2 separate regions of the Sus scrofa genome follow, and region 2 is linked to region 1. The links are chromatin contacts, called in public HiChIP or PLAC-seq maps. All regions are on one chromosome and are shown on one strand. Each heading gives the region's core, a stretch centred on a gene start, on an enhancer-like site or on the middle of the called end of the contact. The rest is flanking DNA. Distances are from core to core; before and after follow the strand shown. Region 1 overlaps MAP1B (microtubule-associated protein 1B). Region 2 overlaps MRPS27 (28S ribosomal protein S27, mitochondrial).

Region 1 (3,221 bases), core at 330-2,829:
GGCAGCCTAGAGACAGGCAGCGATGGGCCCTCCTCTGAAATCACGCACAAGTGCCAACAGTCTCCGGCGACTCAGGTGGTCAAGAGAAAAGAGGGCTCTGTGTTTCAGCCGTAAGAAGGACTGCATTCCAGGGCCCCTCCCACACAGCCGCTTCTCGACCATTCCTATTTGGGGCCTAAACTATCTCTCAGAGGTGTTCCTTGGCTCATTTCTCCCCTGGCACCCCCCAAAACACTGTCTGCAAGATTCAAGCATAACGTGTCCTGTGTCCAGAAGGTCTCTATCCAGCAGTCTCCACTCTAAGACACGCAGGCTAGAATTCAGTGGAAAAGAAAAGAAAAGAGCTCCAAAATAAATCCCACAAAGTCAAAGCCCTAACGCTCAAGAACTTTATGCAAGGGAAATGGCTCAAAGTTGATCGCACAGGATCAAGCTTCTTCTCTCTTTTTTTCCTCCCCTAGATATGAGGCCTAATAGGCTTAGTTGCTGGATTTCGAACCTACTACAGATGCAAAAGAACAAGAGAAGGAAGATGCCAAAGAGCGTTCCCCCTAGACTCTGTGCAGGGTGTGCAAACAAGGCCTCCCAGCACTGCCTCGCCGTGGAGCCCTAAAAAGGAAACGTATTTGTTTGCCCCTTGGATTGCATTGAACCTTCTCTTCATATACAGCATCTCAACAAGGCGCTGTATTCTTCTGTTACTAAATTCTGGGACTGAGAGTTCACCTTTTCTTGTCTGAGAATCCTGGTCAAACTATATTGTGCGTGAGCGTGCGCGTGAGCGTGCGCGCGAGCGCGCACACACACACACACACACACTCACACCCCTTAAAAAGAACAGAAAAATGCTTTATTAAAACTCAAATATACGGACATCTAGACAAACTTTTCACCACTGATTTCGCACAAAACCCAGAAAATAAATACCCTGGCTTAGAGGATGTTTATTTACTCTGGCCGCCCATCAGAGGTTCTAGGTTATCCCTGTGTTAAAGGACAGTGAGAGGTTTCCCAGAAGCCTCCTCGGCTAAAGAAAGCAGGGGAATGAGAAAAGGCAGGCCCCACCCACAGGTGGGTAGGCCCCACCTACAGGGAGCAGGCCCCGCCCACAGGGAGCAGGCCCCCGCCTACAAGCCGGCAAGCCTGGGCTTCACAATCTCTCAACTGCATGTAAGCAGTGCCCTGACCCCCACCCCGCACAGGGCTCTTAATCAATCACTCCTCTTCTAGGCTTTAAGAGGTCCGATTGGCCCTAGGCCCCCAGTCAGTTTATGGGAGGTAGGAGGGCTGGGGGTCCACAGTAGGCACCGGGAAGGTGGCCCAGCCCCTAGGCTGGACCCCCACTGCTGTCACTCACTCCTCTGGGCGTGGAGCCAAGGTGGAGAAGGTCAGCGAATTGTTTGCTGGTTAAGGTCCCACACGTCTCCTTTGCTTTTGCCCTGTCAGCATTTTAAGATTTAGGGCTGGGGGCTGCGTTCCAGAAATAATAAAAACCGCCCATTTGCAGAAACACGTGGCAGGACTTTACAGCCTCGCAGCCTCTCGGCAGCTGCCAGCGCTGGGAAACAGGGGCAGACAGTGTCTCATCAGGGAGGGCTTCCTTGGTCCAAAGCCTTCAAGATGCAGGGGCAGGTCGGCCAGATCCAGTGCAAATGATGGATTTGCTGTTGCCTCCACAGTAATCCAGTATTAGGGTGGAACGGATTGGAAAGGGTATGTTTTTCTTTTTCTTTTTTAACCAAGCCTCTTGGTAATATGATATCATTGCCTTGCCTTAGGCTTTCCTTTCTTTTCTCTCTTTCTTTTTTAAAGCCGTGATCCTCTTACAAACCAAACATAAAATAGTCTCAAAACCTCTCCATATAAGGAGTTTCAGACAGACTGATTCTACACAATGTTTCTTGGGCTCAATGGAGAAAGTCATTCTAGGGCACTTTCAAGCTTTCTGAGTCATGCAATACGGGACTGAGAGGGTTATTCTCTTAGGAAAAGAGCTGAAGTTTTCTAAGCTCCGGGCTGGCCACGAATGGGAAAGGTCACTCTGGCTACCAGTCCCTGCTTGATGCATTAATGATTTTAAGAGACCTCTGTGGCCTGCAGACAGGGCTGCCCTGCCGGTAAACTGCTCATACAAAGGCTCTCAATTCAGGTCTTTTCATCTATTTCTAACTGGGCATCGGAGACCATGAAAAACCTGCCAAAAAAGATTAAAGACGTGGCTATCAAGACTTGTTCAAGGACCTCCAACCCCTTAAATTCTGGAGCGCTGGGTGACAAGTGTTCAGCTTGCTGGCCCTGCTCTGAGGTGTGTCATGGTCCCTAGCAAATCAAAGGCAGAAAAGAGCGGAAGAGACAAAAGATGGGAGGAGACAAGGGAAAAAGCTAGAGGGCAGGAGAAAGGCGAAGTGCAGGAACACACGGGGAGACACAGGGTGGGAGTGGAGCCTAGGGTGCAGGGCACCCCTCCCTGCACTGGCCTAGGTGATGCGCCAGGAGACGCCAGAAGAAGCATATGATGTTGTGGGCATCCGCAACAGCTAAGTGGTCCAGAAGGTGGGCAGATTAGACAGTGCACTGCCCCCACCCCCAGGAGTTGGTGCCTAGAGCTGGTTTACTATACGGGCCTCCCTTTAGTCTTTTTTTGGCCACGCCTACAGAATACCGAAGTTCCTAGAACAGAAATCTATTGACTCTGAGTTGCAGCTGCGACCTACGCCACAGCTGGGGCAACACCAGATCCTTAACCAGGCACCGGCCTAGGGATAGAACCCACACCACCAGAGACAACGCTGGGTCGTTAAGCCATGGCACCACAGGGGGACCTCCCTGTGTGGTCATCCTTTCAACCACAAGGACCCACACACTGAGACTGGGATTGGGACAGAAAAGCAAAAGGAACCAGATGCACACTCGAAACAAAACCAGGCCCACTCAGATCTTGGCCCTTTTCTTTTTCCAAGCTGTCTAAAGTAAAGGGTGATTGCATCCACTTGCATAGGTGTAAAGTGATTGCTTCCACAACCACAGTTTTACCTCTTTTCAAATGCATCCTCCTCACCTGAAATTACTGGATATGTGCAAACCTCCTCGCTAACATGTTTTTCCTGTTATTTGCGTCCTTGTTTCTATCACAAGGAGCTTAATACAGAAAGGATCTCTTTTCCTTTCCTATGTCTCTGCCAAGACATCTGTAAGGGATATTTAATAATAGTTCTCAAGGA
Region 2 (3,439 bases), core at 169-2,668, 120 kb before region 1:
GGATTATGTGATGTCGTAAAATGTATTGGAAAATGTTCTTTCCTTTTATTATCTGAATTTCGATTTAAGATTTATGTTATTTCCTCCACATTTGATTGCATTCGCCAGTGAAGTCATCTGGGCCTGGAGTTTTCTTAAGATTTTAAATTATAAATTAGTTTTTAAAAACTAATGTAGTTTTATTTTATGTTTTTTATTATTGGTGAGATTGACATGTTCTCAATGTAGTTTTATTTTATATTTTTTATTATTGGTGAGATTGATATGTTCTTACATGCTTAAAAGCCATTCCAAATGCTGTGAACTTTCTTTTCTTATTTCTTATCCTGTTTTTCTGCTGAGTTACTGGTCTTTTTCATTGATTTGTAGGACCTCTCAATGTTTAGGGAATAGCCTTGAGTTGATTGATATTTTTCTCAATTCTTTTTTTTTTTCTTTTAATTTGCTTCATGGTAGGTTTTGCTAGGTAGACGTTTTAATTTTTTATGTAACTAAAGGGATCAATCTTTTCTTTTATGGGTTTTGCATCAGGCTAAGAGTGACACTCTATCCCAAGACATTTTCCCATATTTTCTAAAAGTGAACATATGCCTTTTTTTTAACATGTAAATATGCAGTTCACCTGGAATTTATTTGTGTTTAATTATGTAAGGTACAGATTCATATATACACATACCCTTACCCATGCCTAATGCAAATAGCTACCCAGTTACCTTAATGCCATTTACCGAATAATCCATATTTTGCCTACTGATATGAATGCTGCCTTATCATATATTAATTTCTTGTTTGGGTTTCTGAACTTTCTGTGTTTGTTGTTCCACTGATCTGCCTTTTCATTTATTAGCATCGTCTTTGTTTTAATTATTGTGGCTTCTTACTGTGTTTTGATATCTGATGATGAAGTCCACAATTCTGGCCACTTTGCTCAGCCTCCATCATTCCCCTTTTCCTTTGTTTAACACTCTTGTTAATTGTTAGAAATGTTTTGCAGATACCCTATTTGAATATACATTGTCTTTCCTCCCTTGTTGGGAGGCTCAAGTGATGGTTGAAAGTCTCAGATATGTGACCAGGACACCAAAGAGCTTTTAAGGCATGCTTGTGCAAATAAAAAAACTGCCTCTTCTAGGCAGAGAAATTAGAGAAAAACCACCTTTTTTTCTGAAAGATGCAGCCTTGTATTTGCTTACACACTTACTAGGACTGATTTTTGTCCCTGTTCCCACTTTTGGGCTACTTTACAAAGTAAACTTGTACATAACAATTTTGAATTGTACTGCACCATATGAATAATATGGTCAATGAAAGAATTACCAAGAAAGCCAGATGCCTCTTCCTTCCTTTGTCTCTTCCTTCCCATCGGAGCTGCTGGCTTCAGAGCCGGCTGGTTACATCATTTTCAGTAATGCGCGTCCTTAAGAGGGAGTGCAAATGGCTGTTCACACAGACTCCCTGCTTTCAGGAATGCTCAGCCAGAGTGGGATGAAATGAACAAAACTCTCAAAAGTCCATTTGGCCACCCATCAATTGGAGCGGAATTGTGGGTCGTCAGAATAAAGGTCTACTAATACAATTACCTTTGCCGGTATGAATGTACGTTGTCATCTCATTTTTGTTTATCTTTCTAAAATAAGAGCCTGCAAAATTGAAAGAGCAGATACTGTTTTTGCCCTTCGTTTGTAGATGAAAGATGTAGGCCAGAGAACTTTTCCAAAGTCAAACAGCTAGTGGGTGACAGCAGAGGGCAGTCATCCTAGATCTTTTGAAGTTCTGGTTCTTCCTCTGAGCCTTTTCCCCATATCACCCAATCTCATAAAAACATTATTTGTCAGCTCCACAAACATTCATGCATATTAAATTTAAATTATGAAATTGTGGTGATGTGTTTCATTCTCCTGAAAGTACATTCTCATGTTTCTGGCTAGGTGTTCATATCACCGTCCCTAGTGGTGCCAAAACATTTTCCTTCCTATTCAAAAACAATCATGGGGTAAAGAGAATAATAAAATCTTTTCAAGGACAAAGGCAGAATTTGCCTGATGTTTGTTTTGATTCACTAGCAAGCCTCTGGGCTTTTAGAAGATTGGAAGAAAGAATGATTTGAAAGTAAGGCTATATTCTGATATAGTTCTGTGGTAAATTACGTTTGTCATGTTTATGATTCTGAAATTTTATTGTATTTTAAGGAGCTTTGACTTTTAGATCTTTTTCTTTTTCTTTTCCCCACCAAAAGAAGAGTTTTTAATTTTGGATGAATATAGGTTTGAAACCAAGTAAGGAAACTGCTGAGGCTAGTTTTGGTGCCCATGTTGTTGCTGAAGCTGGAGTCACTGTGAAAGTGGTTTTTAATGCCTCTCTGTAATTTTTTCCCTTCTCTCTTTTCATTTCTAAGTATTACTTTTCTGTGCCTAATTGTTTAGCTCCGCAGTTAGATCATTTTGGCCACGTACTTTGTAGTGATTCACAAAGTTCACCTGGAAAGTTTTTGGAAAGCAACATCTGAGCACACTTTTTTTTTTTTTTTAAGATCTTGATATCTTATTACTGCAAGATAGTACAGATTCTTTTTAATTTGTTTTGATATCTGTATCTTTGGCAGCAGTAAGTTTGATTTTGGGTGCAGATATTTGTGACTTTGGATAAAATGTACTTCTGGAGAACCACCGATCTAAGGTGAACTTTTTATTATATCTTGATTTTGTATTCCCAGCACTTATCTGTGCCTGGAGCATAGTTGAGGCTCAATAAATATTTGTTGAATAAAGTCTGTAAGCACATTAACATCATTTAAAACCCTGACTACGTACACTTTGTCTTCTTCTGTTTGAACCCATTGTTTGACTAAGGACAGATTTTTAGACAATTTCAAATAAATTTCATTGTGAAACAGAATATCAGTCTAGGGAAGTGGTGTGGTTGGCAGTAAGCCCTGGACTGCAAGTTCCATGTGGTTCTACCAAAATGATTTTTATAGTCTGATGCTTGTCATGTCACAGCCTTGCTGACCTCAGTTTCATCATCTTTAAAATGAATATAGAAAATTGTGTAGGTGTCACTCAGCTCATGTGTGTAGAGATCTCTGGAAACATTAAAGCATCATCTGGGTGTAAAGAGGCACCCATTGCTCTCGAGATGGCTTTCCCTAGAGCTCTGAGCCCCACTTGGGAAGGTTTGGGGACCCTTTTGCCATAAAATTCAGCATGTTTTCTACTGTGAGGAAAGGTTCATGAACCTAATGGCAACACACATTTCTGGCTCCTTCCATAATACTCCTTCCAAATACTCTCCTGTAATTGAGTAACATTTTTTTAGTCATTTTTCTGCCTATAGCTAAAAACTGAGTCGGCAGCAGTTATGTAAAACCTAAAAAAAAGTGCACAGTGCCACTTTGGGGACTTCATTTGCATTCACACCCAGCCACTGAAGGTTACCATGC

Evidence for each region. HiChIP or PLAC-seq counts read pairs in DNA pulled down with a chosen protein or histone mark.
Region 2: an H3K27ac HiChIP or PLAC-seq map of skeletal muscle shows a contact between it and region 1. The contact joins two enhancer-like sites. A contact is called at or near these places in 11 of 47 Hi-C or Micro-C datasets (alveolar macrophages, brain, fetal heart ventricle and 6 more) and 1 of 2 datasets of contacts at active chromatin or transcription factors (skeletal muscle).

Annotation. Positions count from the first base shown.
Region 1 is chr16:48,438,074-48,441,294 of Sscrofa11.1, reverse strand. The region is part of intron 2 of MAP1B (microtubule-associated protein 1B); the gene reads right to left. Among named protein-coding and RNA genes, the nearest start is that of MAP1B, 36 kb to the right of the region's middle. Within about 2 kb of position 1,579, at least 33 of the 83 cell types and tissues checked have an H3K27ac peak or open chromatin away from gene starts, as enhancers often do. A contact at or near this core is called in skeletal muscle, where this site is marked.
Region 2 is chr16:48,555,705-48,559,143 of Sscrofa11.1, reverse strand. The region is part of intron 8 of MRPS27 (28S ribosomal protein S27, mitochondrial); the gene reads left to right. Among named protein-coding and RNA genes, the nearest start is that of PTCD2, 48 kb to the left of the region's middle. Within about 2 kb of position 1,418, at least 17 of the 83 cell types and tissues checked have an H3K27ac peak or open chromatin away from gene starts, as enhancers often do. A contact at or near this core is called in skeletal muscle, where this site is marked.